Linked DNA regions of Mus musculus: region 1 is linked to region 2. The links are chromatin contacts, called in public Hi-C maps. All regions are on one chromosome and are shown on one strand. The core of a region is the stretch at or near the end of the contact, and the rest is flanking DNA. Distances in the headings are between cores, read along the strand shown. Region 1 holds the start of Wipi2 (WD repeat domain, phosphoinositide interacting 2). Region 2 holds the start of Get4 (golgi to ER traffic protein 4).

Region 1 (5,052 bases), core at 2,221-4,720, 3.4 Mb after region 2:
GTGTTGCTCCAGTGGTCATGTAAGACATATGGTTCCCAGCTGGGGAAGACCAGCGACTGCTTACCCACTTAGGGAATGGGCAGAGGCTCTTCTAGCTGTGTGAAGGCTGGAAGGACGCTCTATGAGTAGCCAGAAGGGAGGAGACTTCCAGGTCAATACCTGGATTCCCCCACGTTCTGAGACTTGAGTACATGGCATCTCCAGCAAAAGCATATTACTATCAAATTCTGGAGGGTAGCCTGCCACACTTTTGACCTCACTGTCCAATGCCTCTGAAAGAGATGACTCATTCACAGCATGAGGCTCTTTATTTATTAGCCTGCGGTGTCTAGTAGGGCTTTGTTGTCCTGTTAAGAGGGTAACTCCACTGAACTCTTCTTCTATGTGCATATCTGTGTAATATGGGAAGCTTCTACAGTAACAAGTTGCCATATGGCTTTTCCTAAAATCTTTAGCACTAGTTGACCTTCCCCGTATCCCCTCCTCTATGCCAAATGCCCACCCCCGCCCAGTTAACCCTTCCTGCTCCGTTATTCCCCTTTACCTCTTTATACCACTACATTTGATCTCCCCTTCCATGAAAGCTCCCACCCAATGGGCCCTTCCTAATCTCTTAACTTCTGTGGGTATTCCAAATGAAATACACACGCCTAGAGACTCTAAGCTAACATCCACAAATGGGAGAAAACCTGGGGTGTTTGTCTTTGGGGTCTGGGTGACTTCCTTTCGAATGATTATTTCTGGCTCCATCCATTGACCTGTGAGCCACATTTCACTTTTTCTTACCAGTTGATTACGATCCATTGTGTAAACACACCACATTCTCATTATCCGTTCTTTAGCTGATGGGCATCTAGGCAGTTTCTCTTCCTGTCTATTAGGAATAGAACAGCATCGGACACAGATGAGTGGGGATCTCTGTAGTGAGAGCTGGTCCTGGGGTGCATGCTCAGGAGTGGGAGAGGTGAGGTATGGAGTTGATCTATTTCCAGCTTTTTGAGGAAACCTCATGCTGATTTTCACGGTGGTTGTGCCATTGGCAACTCCCACCAGCAGCAAGTAAATGTGCCTTTCCCCCCACATCCGTGTGGGGGAAAATCTTAGCCTCAGTTCTGACTGAGGGTAAAAGGAAAATCTCAAAGCTTTAATTTGCATTTCCCTGATGGCTAAGGATGTTGAACTTTTAAAAGAATGTTTCCTGACTGGTTCTGCTTCATCTTTTAGGGACTTCATGTTCAGGTCTATGTCCCATTAGGGAGGGGGGTGATTTTTTTTCAAGATAAGGTTTCTCTGTGTAGCCCTGGCTGTCCTGGAACTCACTCTGTAGACCAGGCTGGCCTCTAACTCAGAGATCCTCCTGCCTCTGCCTTCTGAGTGCTGGGATTAAACCCATGCACCAGCACTTGGATCTCCATGCCCCATTTTTAAATTGGGTTATTTCCTGATATTTTTTCTTCAGTCTTTGTATATTCTTGATAGTAACCCTCTGCCAGGTGTATAGCTTCTAAACGTTGTTTACCAGTTCTGAAGGCTTCCTCTTCACTCAAATGATGATGTCCTTGTGGTAAAGAAGTTTGTTAGTCTCCTGAGATTCCGTTTATTAATTGTTAGTCTTAATGCCTAAGTTACTGGGGTCCTGTTCAGAAAGTCTTTCCTTGTGCCAATAATAGTAATTGGATTTAAGGCCTGGTCCACAAAATGAAACCCATATCCAGAACCATTGTCAAGGCCGAGAACCTGTGGGCAGGTGGGACACAGACCTTAGGGGAGGCCCTACCACCACTAGTCTGCTGAATAGACATAGTATTTAAGTGACCCCTTATTGTTACATCCATAGAGAAATGCATCTCTCAGCTCTCATCAGAAAAGCTTCTATTTGCAGAAGATGGTTATTGACACAGAGGCCCACAACTAGCCAAAAGTGAGCCACAGATACCACACCCCTCCTCCCAGTGATCAAGGACCACTGTAGAAGAGTCTGAAAGACTATAAGAGCCAGAGGCACTGGATACTGTCAAGGAAATGGTGTTTTCTGGACTAGCAGGGCAGCTACACACATGAACTCACAGTGGAATATACCAGACCTGTGCAAGCTAAGCCAGGCAAGATGTATGTATAAGAGAGATGGGCATGAAGCCTCACACCTAGCTAAGCTGTTGTTAACTGGTAGCTGCTGGGAACGGGGAATCAATTTCCTTCAAGGGTATGTATGATCTCCGATAGGTCTTCCAGTGGAAGACCATATCCAAAACTATATAGGCAACACAAAATGGAATTGGTGGGTTTAAAAAAGAAAGACTGAAAAAAAAAAAGACATAAAGTTGGGTGGGTAGGGAAGAAGAGTGGATCTGGGTGGTGGTGAGGTTGAATATGATCAAAATGCTTTGCATGAAATTCTTAAAGAATTCATTAAAAAAAAAAAAAAGAAAAGCTGGGAATCGTAGCACATTTAATTCCAGCACCAGAGGGCAGAGGACGGAGGGCAGATGGCCGAGGGCAGTATATTTCTATGCATTGAAGATTAAGATGGTGAGTTCCAGAAGAGCCAAGGTCTCCAAAGGCTAAAGCAAACCATTTTAAAGGCTACTTTAAACAAGCGTGGTGGTGCAGCTCCATAATCTTTTAAGAGGTAAAGGCAGGAAGACCGGGAATTCAAGGTCAACCTCAGCTACAGAGTCCAAAGCTAGCCTAAGATAGATGAGCCCCGATCCAAAGACAACAAACAAAACAAAAACACGAAACAGGAAGGGTGGGAAAGTGTGCGCCATCTTTTCCTCAACAACTTTGCCATCTTTGCCCCTCTGGCTGTACTAACAAAGTTCGACTTTGCTCCCCGCTTAACTGTCCTCAAGGACAGCACACTGCTCTTGGGAACTACCAGCCTCTTGCCTAGAGGTTCAGTTCTAACAGCACAGAACAAGTCTCTCTCTTCTCCAGGACCTTCGCCACCAGAACATTTCTATCTCCTTGAAGGGAAGAAGAGAAAGGAAAGAAGGGAAGCAGCGGGAAGGAGAGAAAGGTGCTTCCCATAGACTGTTGCACGGACCAATACATTTAAAGTAGAATCCTGTCCCAAGGACCGTGACCGCACGCGCCTTTCCAGTCTCAGACCCAACATTTGGCAAATCGTTTGCAGTTCTGCGCCTCGCTTTTCAAATCTGCAAAACGGACGTGCGACATTCTCTTCGAGCAACGCGGTGCGCCAAAGTTCCTAGAACAATGATCAACGACTCAGGACCAACGAGGTAACTCGCCGTTCTCAGACAGCAAGCCCCCGCCCACTCTCCGCCACGCGCAGGCGCACCCACCAGCGCACCTTTATGCATGCGCAGTCGACCGGAAACACCCGCGGATGCCTGCGGCGAAGAGGCGGGGCCTACGCAGCGGGCCTGCGCGGAACGCCGCCGTGCGACGCGAGGGTGGGCGGGACCGCGCAAGCGCGCAGCCCGTCCCGGCTCTGGAGCATAAACAAGAGTGGGGACGGGATGAGGCGGCAGTTGGTCCCCGCGCAGCGAGAGGCGGCGAGCGGGGCGACCTGCCGGACCGGACGTCGATCCTGAGTGTAGCGTGCTCCCGCGGGCCGCCCGAGTCGAGCTGCGCGCGCTCCCGCCAAGGGGGGTCCGAGGCCGTCGCGCGCTCGCAGCCATGAACCTGGCGAGCCAGAGCGGAGAGGCCGGCGCCGGCCAGCTGCTGTTCGCCAACTTCAACCAGGATAACACGTAAGGCCGGGCGCGGACGCGGGGCCGGGGCAGAGACCAGGGCTGGTCAGGTTGAGGGGTATGGGCGGGGGGCGTGCTGAGCCCGCGCGGCCGCTCGAGCGCTGCTGCCTCCTGGGCCGGGGGAGGTGATGGAACTCGGGGTGCCCCCATCCACCTGTCCTGAGACCTGGCCTTTCGCAAAGTTAGGAAGGAACTGTGCACGCCGGTTTGCGCCTGTCACCCGGACTCGGTTTTGCGGCCATCCTGGGCATCGCCCGCCTCCCCCTTTCTATACATCTGTATCCTCACTGCTTCTGTCGCTTTTCATGGCTTTTCTTTTTCTGTTTGCTTATTTCTTCTCTGCCGACCTTTCTGGCAAGTAACTTTGGTCTCCTCCAAAAAAGGACCAAACGGCAGTAGTAATCCAGGCCTTCGATCTGAGACTTTATCCTCAAGGGGTCTGGGAGCTTCAAAAGGGGGTGAGGTGGGCTATTCCTGGGGTAAAAAAGAACCTTCGTACCGGTCCACTGTTTTACCGGACTGAACTCCTGTAGTTCCCCATCTGGTTCTTCAAGGCTGCCTCGTTGGCATACCTGGAAGGTAGGTAATAGATGAGGTTTCTGATGAAGGATGGATGAGTTATGGGACTGGAAGGGAGAAGAGCCATCTTGGGAAGTGAGTAAGAGGAAGTGATGTAAGAGGAGGAGGAATGGGTCACTTGGCATCACACTAAGTAGTTGGTCGCTACTGGCACAATAGCATTAGCAAGGCAGGGACTGAGGCTTTTGTTTTTCCTCACTTAAAAGTTAGATTGGAGAATGGCAAGTACCTGTGTGGAGGGAGGTGCAACAGGTGCTCAGTTGGACCTTTAGACGAGCTCAAGAAGGAGGTGCTGTCCTGAAATTGGGACCAGCCACAAATGAGACTGTGAAGTTCAGAAAGGGCTAGAGTCTGTCAGGATCTTAAAGTTGGCTAATAGTGGGATGGGGCAGGCTTGGGTTCTCATCCCCTGAGGTTGCTCTCCTGGTGTTCTTTCCGTTGTAACACACTGGGTCTTTTCTACATTAGAACAGAATGCTAAAGACACTGAGTCCAGAAGTAATAGTGGACCTGGGCACTGGAGAGCTGGTTCAGTGGATAAAGCACTTGTCACACAACTCTGAGGCCCAGAGTTGGGATCCCAGCACCCATAGAAAAGCTAGGCAGCTGTCTATAATCCCAGCAGATCCCTGGCTAGTTAGATGAGCAGGGTCAGTGAGCTCTGGGGTTCAGGGAAGAGACCCTACTTTGGTAAATAAAGAGGGAGACACCTGGCCTAAACAACTGACCTCCACACAAGTGTATGCACACTGGC
Region 2 (5,715 bases), core at 240-2,739:
GTCATCCCCTGGTCGGACACTCATGCAGCATGAATCACTTGCCCCTTTGTTACTAGGTGTCTGGATCATCAGGTAGAATGCTGTATCCAAGTGGTCCTTCCTTATGTGGTAGTGCCCACAGAGCATCATCCCTCTTCACAGAAGGGTGAGCACGGTACTGTCAGAGTGTTGGGAACCAGCAAAAGACATTTATTCTAAGTACTACCATCTTGTTTTCAGGCTCCATTTAATCATATCAAGAAACCAAGCTCCCAGGCCCTAGGGGAGCTAGGGACTTCCCAATAGCTTACTTTGAACAGCTTCTGTTGTAAGGAAATAGTTGTCTTGAGTCCAGACATCTCGAGGACAACTTCATCTTGCTGGCAGGGTCAAACTAATGTTTATGTTTCCAGGCCTAGGAACCAACCTATCCTGATACAGTGGGAACGCCCTTGTCCAACCCCTTACGACGGATTATGATTAGACAGTGCTACAGCCTGCCCACCCACCTCCCCCTTTCTCTATATTTTCATCCTTTAGGCTGTACAGTATTCCCTCAGGGTTTTACTTCAGCTTCATCTGCTCTGCGGCCCTGACCAATAGCGGCTTGATTACCTGCGTTGACCTGGTGTCTTGAGTTATGTTGGTTTTAGGTTGGATTTAAGCGGACCCCACAGCAAGAGATCATGTTTACAGACTCCTTAATCTGTTACCATGCTTTCTGCTTGCACATGGGTGTGGTGCAGAAAATGCTAGTCCAGCTGGCCCGGGTGCAGGCATAAAAAGTAGGTAAGTTGAGGCAGGAGAGTCACAAGTTCAAGGGCCAGAGTAAATGGAAGGCTGAGAGTGTGTAGCTGACAGAAATGAACGCCCTGAACTTCATCTCCAGCATCCAAACTCATTATTTAAGGATATGTGTAGGGTTTTGTAACCTGAGTTTTGGATGCTGTCAGAGGACAACTCTGACCCTGGCCAGCACCTCCCATCCTCCCCCAATTAATCATGACCTTCCTCCCTTCTCTGCTGTCACCTGCTCCAACCACAGCCAGGTCTTCTTGGAGACATTACAGGTTCTAGCCTGAGCATACTGCCCTGTCCCAGATGTCACTAAGGATGACTGCCACCTGGAGGGGCACTCCCCGGGCAGGTGTGAGACAGGTCAAAGCTTCTAAAATGTGTCTGGTTCATCCATGCGCTAAGGGTAACTTCAGGGGGCGCGCGAATAAGACGCCTCATCGCTGAGTCTTCTGCCTCAGTTTACTTGCGCAGCCTACGTGGCTGATTACATTGTGCAGTGATGACACTAAGCTGGGGACAGCTCAGCGTGTAGTCCCGCCCAAGACCTCGGTCCCGCCCACTCTCGCAAGACTACAAACAAGTTCCCGCGATAGTCTGAGAGCCCCACCCCGTCGGCTTTTCCTGGCCTGTGTTCTCAGGGTCCTTCTCAGACCCCCCCTCAGGGGCGTGTCCTCGCGCGGCTCCCGCGATCCCGGCAGGCTCCGCCTCGATCACGTGCGGCCCGCGGCGCGCCCGCCCTCGCACGGCTCCTCGCGGCCACCGTAGAAGGAGTGCGGCGGCCGCAGGGACGGAAGCCGGGAGGCGCCGCCGACCGCGCCTGCGACAGCGTCAGCTCTGCGCGGAACGCCGGCCCATGGCGGCGGCGGCGGCGATGGCAGAGCAGGAGGGCGCCCGCAACGGCGCCCGCAACCGCGGCGGCGTCCAGCGCGTGGAGGGCAAGCTGCGTGCTAGCGTCGAGAAGGGCGACTACTACGAGGCGCACCAGATGTACCGGACCCTCTTCTTCAGGTGGGCGCGGGTGGCGGCTTAGCGCCGAGGCCCCACCTCCGCTGTTGCTCATTGGCTGCGCTGCGGCGCCCCGCACCCTCATTGGTTTATGCGGCTGCCTGTCGCGGAGCAGAGCGGGGGCGGCGGGCTTGTACTACTCGGCAGGGCCTCCTCTTCTCTGCCTGGTTCCCCCTCCTCCTCTCTCGGCCTCGTCTTTCTGAGTCCCTGCCTTACTCTCAGAGCTGCCCTTCCCCCGTCCTTCCTTCCTTCCTTTTCCCAGGCCTCCTTCCCCAGCCAACTTCTTCTCAGGCCTCCCCTTCCCTGGACTCAGTTTTATCACTAGCCTCTCTCCTCTTCACTTAGGCCTCCTCCCTCTTACAGGCCTCTCTTCCCGCCACTCCTTCTCTATCACACCCTCTTCCTCGCCTGGCCTCCCTTTCTCTGAAGGCTTCCGCTGGTTGGCGAGTCCTGTTGTCAGAGTAGTCTCACCTAGTCCTCCCTTCTGTGGCCAGTGATTGGAATTGCACAGCCGGCTAAAGTGTGGTCAGATGCTGACACCGTGGGCCAGCCTGTGGCCATCTGTATTCCTGCCTCTGTGCATCTGCCAGCTGATAATTCCTACGTAGAACTTTATTCCTGACTACAGGACATCAGCATTTCTGCTCCATGTCCGTAGTGTGGGTTTGGCCCCTGTGCCCCTTAGACCTACTTTTCGTTTTAAAATACGTTTTGTTTTAGGGCAATTTTAGGCCTTCAGTAAAAGGAGTGGAAAGTGGTTATCTTGTACCAGTTGCACATTATCATCCACCCATTACTGTCACCTAGGGCCCACGTGCTGTGGAACTCCTCCTACAGTCACTCCCTCTAGCTTGATCTGAGCACGGTGTGTTCTGTGGGCTGGATAAAGCTGCCATGACAGTGGATGACACTGTACACAGTGGCCTCACTGCCTTGAAGCCCTGTTGGGGGCTGAAGAATCAGTGCTCTGGGAACCCTCTGGCTCGTGAGTGATACTTGTTTACATCTGAGGACAATTCCCACTTCCCACATGCCCAGATTGAGCCTGGCAAGTAGCCAGGTGGACATGGGAGGGAGGGGCATGGTTAAGGCCACACGCAGTAGTTAGCAAGCCATCAGGGACCAGCCTTGCAGTATTTCCCTCCGTAAGTGCTCAGTCCAGGGGGTTGGCAGGTGTGGGATGAGCCTTGGCGTCCTTGGTGTCAAAGACTTCCTGTTTTCTTTACCTATTGGGCGCCCTGGATTTGGAGCAGCGGGGTTTAGTCAGCTTATCGAAACATTAGCCCTTGCTCTAATCACAGGTTACCTGAAGGGCAGCCTTGTTGGGGAATTTTTCTGTAAACTAGACACTATAAATACAAACCAGTCTGGCGACATCTAGTTTCATCACAGTGTCCCTAGTGCCTTTAAAAACAAAAACTAAAACACTCTTAATTATATTAATTATATTGGGAAGGCACTTGCTGTATTCTTTAGATAAAAATCTGTAGCCACGTGTGGTGGCACACACCTTTAATCCCAACACTCAAGAGGCAAAGGCAAGCCGATCTCTTGTGAGTTGGAGGGCAGCCTGTTCTACAAAGTGAGGTCCAGGACAGCCAAGGCAGAGAAACCCTGTCTTTAAAAAATAAAGTTAATTTTTACATGTAGAAACAACTACATAATGATTGATAAAGTAACTGGTTTTTGGTTTTGTTTTGTCCTGTTGGGAATAGAGCCCAGGACATCTCACACGCTACACTCCCTTTTGTTTTTTTCCACTTAAAATTTTGAGGTGGTGTGCCTTCAGGTCTGACTCAGGCAGACCTAAATTCTTGATCATACAGGTTGAGCTTCCTAAGTAGCTAGGATGTCAAGCCTGTGTCATCAGGCCTGCTGAATGGTTGGTTTTTCCTCTGAGTTGAGCTGTCTATCACTGAATAGGATCAGCCAATTGGCCCAAGCAATTTTTGAGTGAAGAAACAAAGGATTAGACAGAGCTAACCCCTGGATTACAGGGGTTACTCTGTGTAGCAGGCCAGTCACTGTGTATACTTCTGCAGCACTCAGGGTACACCCTGGTGTCTTACATTTTTGTTTTATTTTACTGGAACTCACTCTGCAAACCATCCTGGCCTCAAATTCAGGTTTACCTGCTTTCGCCTCCCTGACACTAGAGTAAAGGCTTGCGCCCCTACTGCCCCCACTCATTGTTTTATTTAATCAACAAAAGTGAGATCCGGAGAGTAAGCGTGTCCTTGTTTTGAGTCAACCCTGCTGTGACTGAGGATGTTCTTGTTGGTGTTGTGTGACTAGAAGAGTTCCCTTGGTCACGGTGGACTAGGGATGGTGATGGGCAAGTTCCTCCTTGTAACTGTTTGAAGCCACGTGTTATCGGCATACAAAGAACTGACCAGCAAGAGGACTGGGGTGCAGTGTGCTCCAGGGACACAGCATTCCACCAGGGCCCAGTACTTGTTACAGAACTCAAGTAGACCTCAGCTTCTCTCAACACTGTAGGCCCCAGGAGTGCCTATAGAGCGCCACCTAGACTCAGGGTCGGTCCATGGGCAGGACTGCTGGACAGCATAGTACTCGCTCACGGCAGTCAGGACAGCTTGCAGGAGCCACTTTTCTTCTGTCATTTTGGATTGACTCTATTCATCAGACTGTCTTGGTGACAGCCACCCTTACCTACTAAGCTGTGTCAAATCACCAGCCCTGGCTTTTTATCTTCTTTGACTGGATAAGTGGTGTTTATGTATTTACAGTGAATATCTTCATACGGTTTTTACTTTGGGGATGCTGAAAATGCCCATGGTTGTGACCCCTGACTCCCTCTCTATCCCCGGGCAGTTTGTCTATTGTTCAGCACAGCTCTTTTCACTTTGGGGTCTGTGCAGAGATCAAGGGGCTCTCCATCTGTGTGGCTTTCTAGTTCACGCAGCAAGATGTTCTAAATCTGATCCACATTTATGGAGTATTCTGTCCTATGAATGTGTCACAACCTAATTTTAACCTCAGCACTCCTAACCTGTATGGAAGAGAAGGGGCCAAGTAGCCCAGTGATCAGGCCTGTGTGGCCTCAGAGCCCCTGCCTAGCCATAGTCCTGTTGTGGCAAGTTACCTTGTCTCTGCACAGAGCTCTGCCAGGAGGAGGAAGGAGCTCTGCCGGCCTGGTTGTTGGTATCTCAGATAGTCAGAAGCTATTTGTCTGTCCGAGTGGCCTCAACAGCACCACGCCGTCCTCCAGAACCCCAGTGTTGGTTGCTATGTACTTACAGGAATATAGGCCAGGGGTTACATACGAGAGCAGAAATGATTCAAGGACAGCTGCATCACCAAAAGCCTACCCCGGCATAAGTGGCAGGTGACAAAAGCTGGGGACCTGGAACACACTGCACAGCCTGCAGCCAGCTCCACAGGCGGGAGGATTCCCTTCCTAGGTCAGTTGCTCTGGGCCTCTTCCAGGCAGCTGGGTTTTCCCAAAAGTTTCAACAGGCCTTAAAATTTGTACTACTTGGGGAGGGAGGGGCCTAGTAAAGCTGGTGGGTTTCAGAGTCTTCCTAAATCTATGAAGTTGTTTTCTTCTTGAGTTTAAGGAGCTTTCCAGCAGGTCGGAAAGTTTCACCTCCCTCTGAACATCCTGTTTCACTCCCTTTTAACAACCTGTGTGCTAGGAGCTTCCTTGAAGGTTGGGATGTCCTATCTCACAGGAAAGTTCCACAACAGGTTCTTCCTAGGGCCTGTTTGAATTGTCTCTTGTGGCCAAGTCACATGAAGAAATGTTTGAAGAGAAAACCTACTGTGTATATTGTGACACCATAGTCTTGGGTCTGAGGCCACTAGGTCATGGTAGAGTGTCCCTAGGCCTTGGACCTGTGTGCTGGCTGAACATGTTAGCCCAGCCCCTATCCCTCCCTTTGTGTTGTAGGCATGTGCATTGGTGTGCAC

The links. A called contact is a pair of places that touch in the nucleus more often than the background predicts.
Region 1: a Hi-C map of CD8 T cells shows a contact between it and region 2, with 4 times the contacts expected there. The contact joins the promoter of Wipi2 here to the promoter of Get4 in region 2. A contact is called at or near these places in 2 of 484 Hi-C or Micro-C datasets (CD4 T cells and CD8 T cells).

The regions. Positions count from the first base shown.
Region 1 is chr5:142,626,114-142,631,165 of GRCm38.p6, forward strand. It overlaps Wipi2 (WD repeat domain, phosphoinositide interacting 2), which reads left to right and starts at 3,471. Exons shown (of 12, transcript NM_178398.4): 1 at 3,471-3,719. The coding sequence starts at 3,646.
Region 2 is chr5:139,250,835-139,256,549 of GRCm38.p6, forward strand. It overlaps Get4 (golgi to ER traffic protein 4), which reads left to right and starts at 1,490. Exons shown (of 9, transcript NM_026269.2): 1 at 1,490-1,785. The coding sequence starts at 1,631.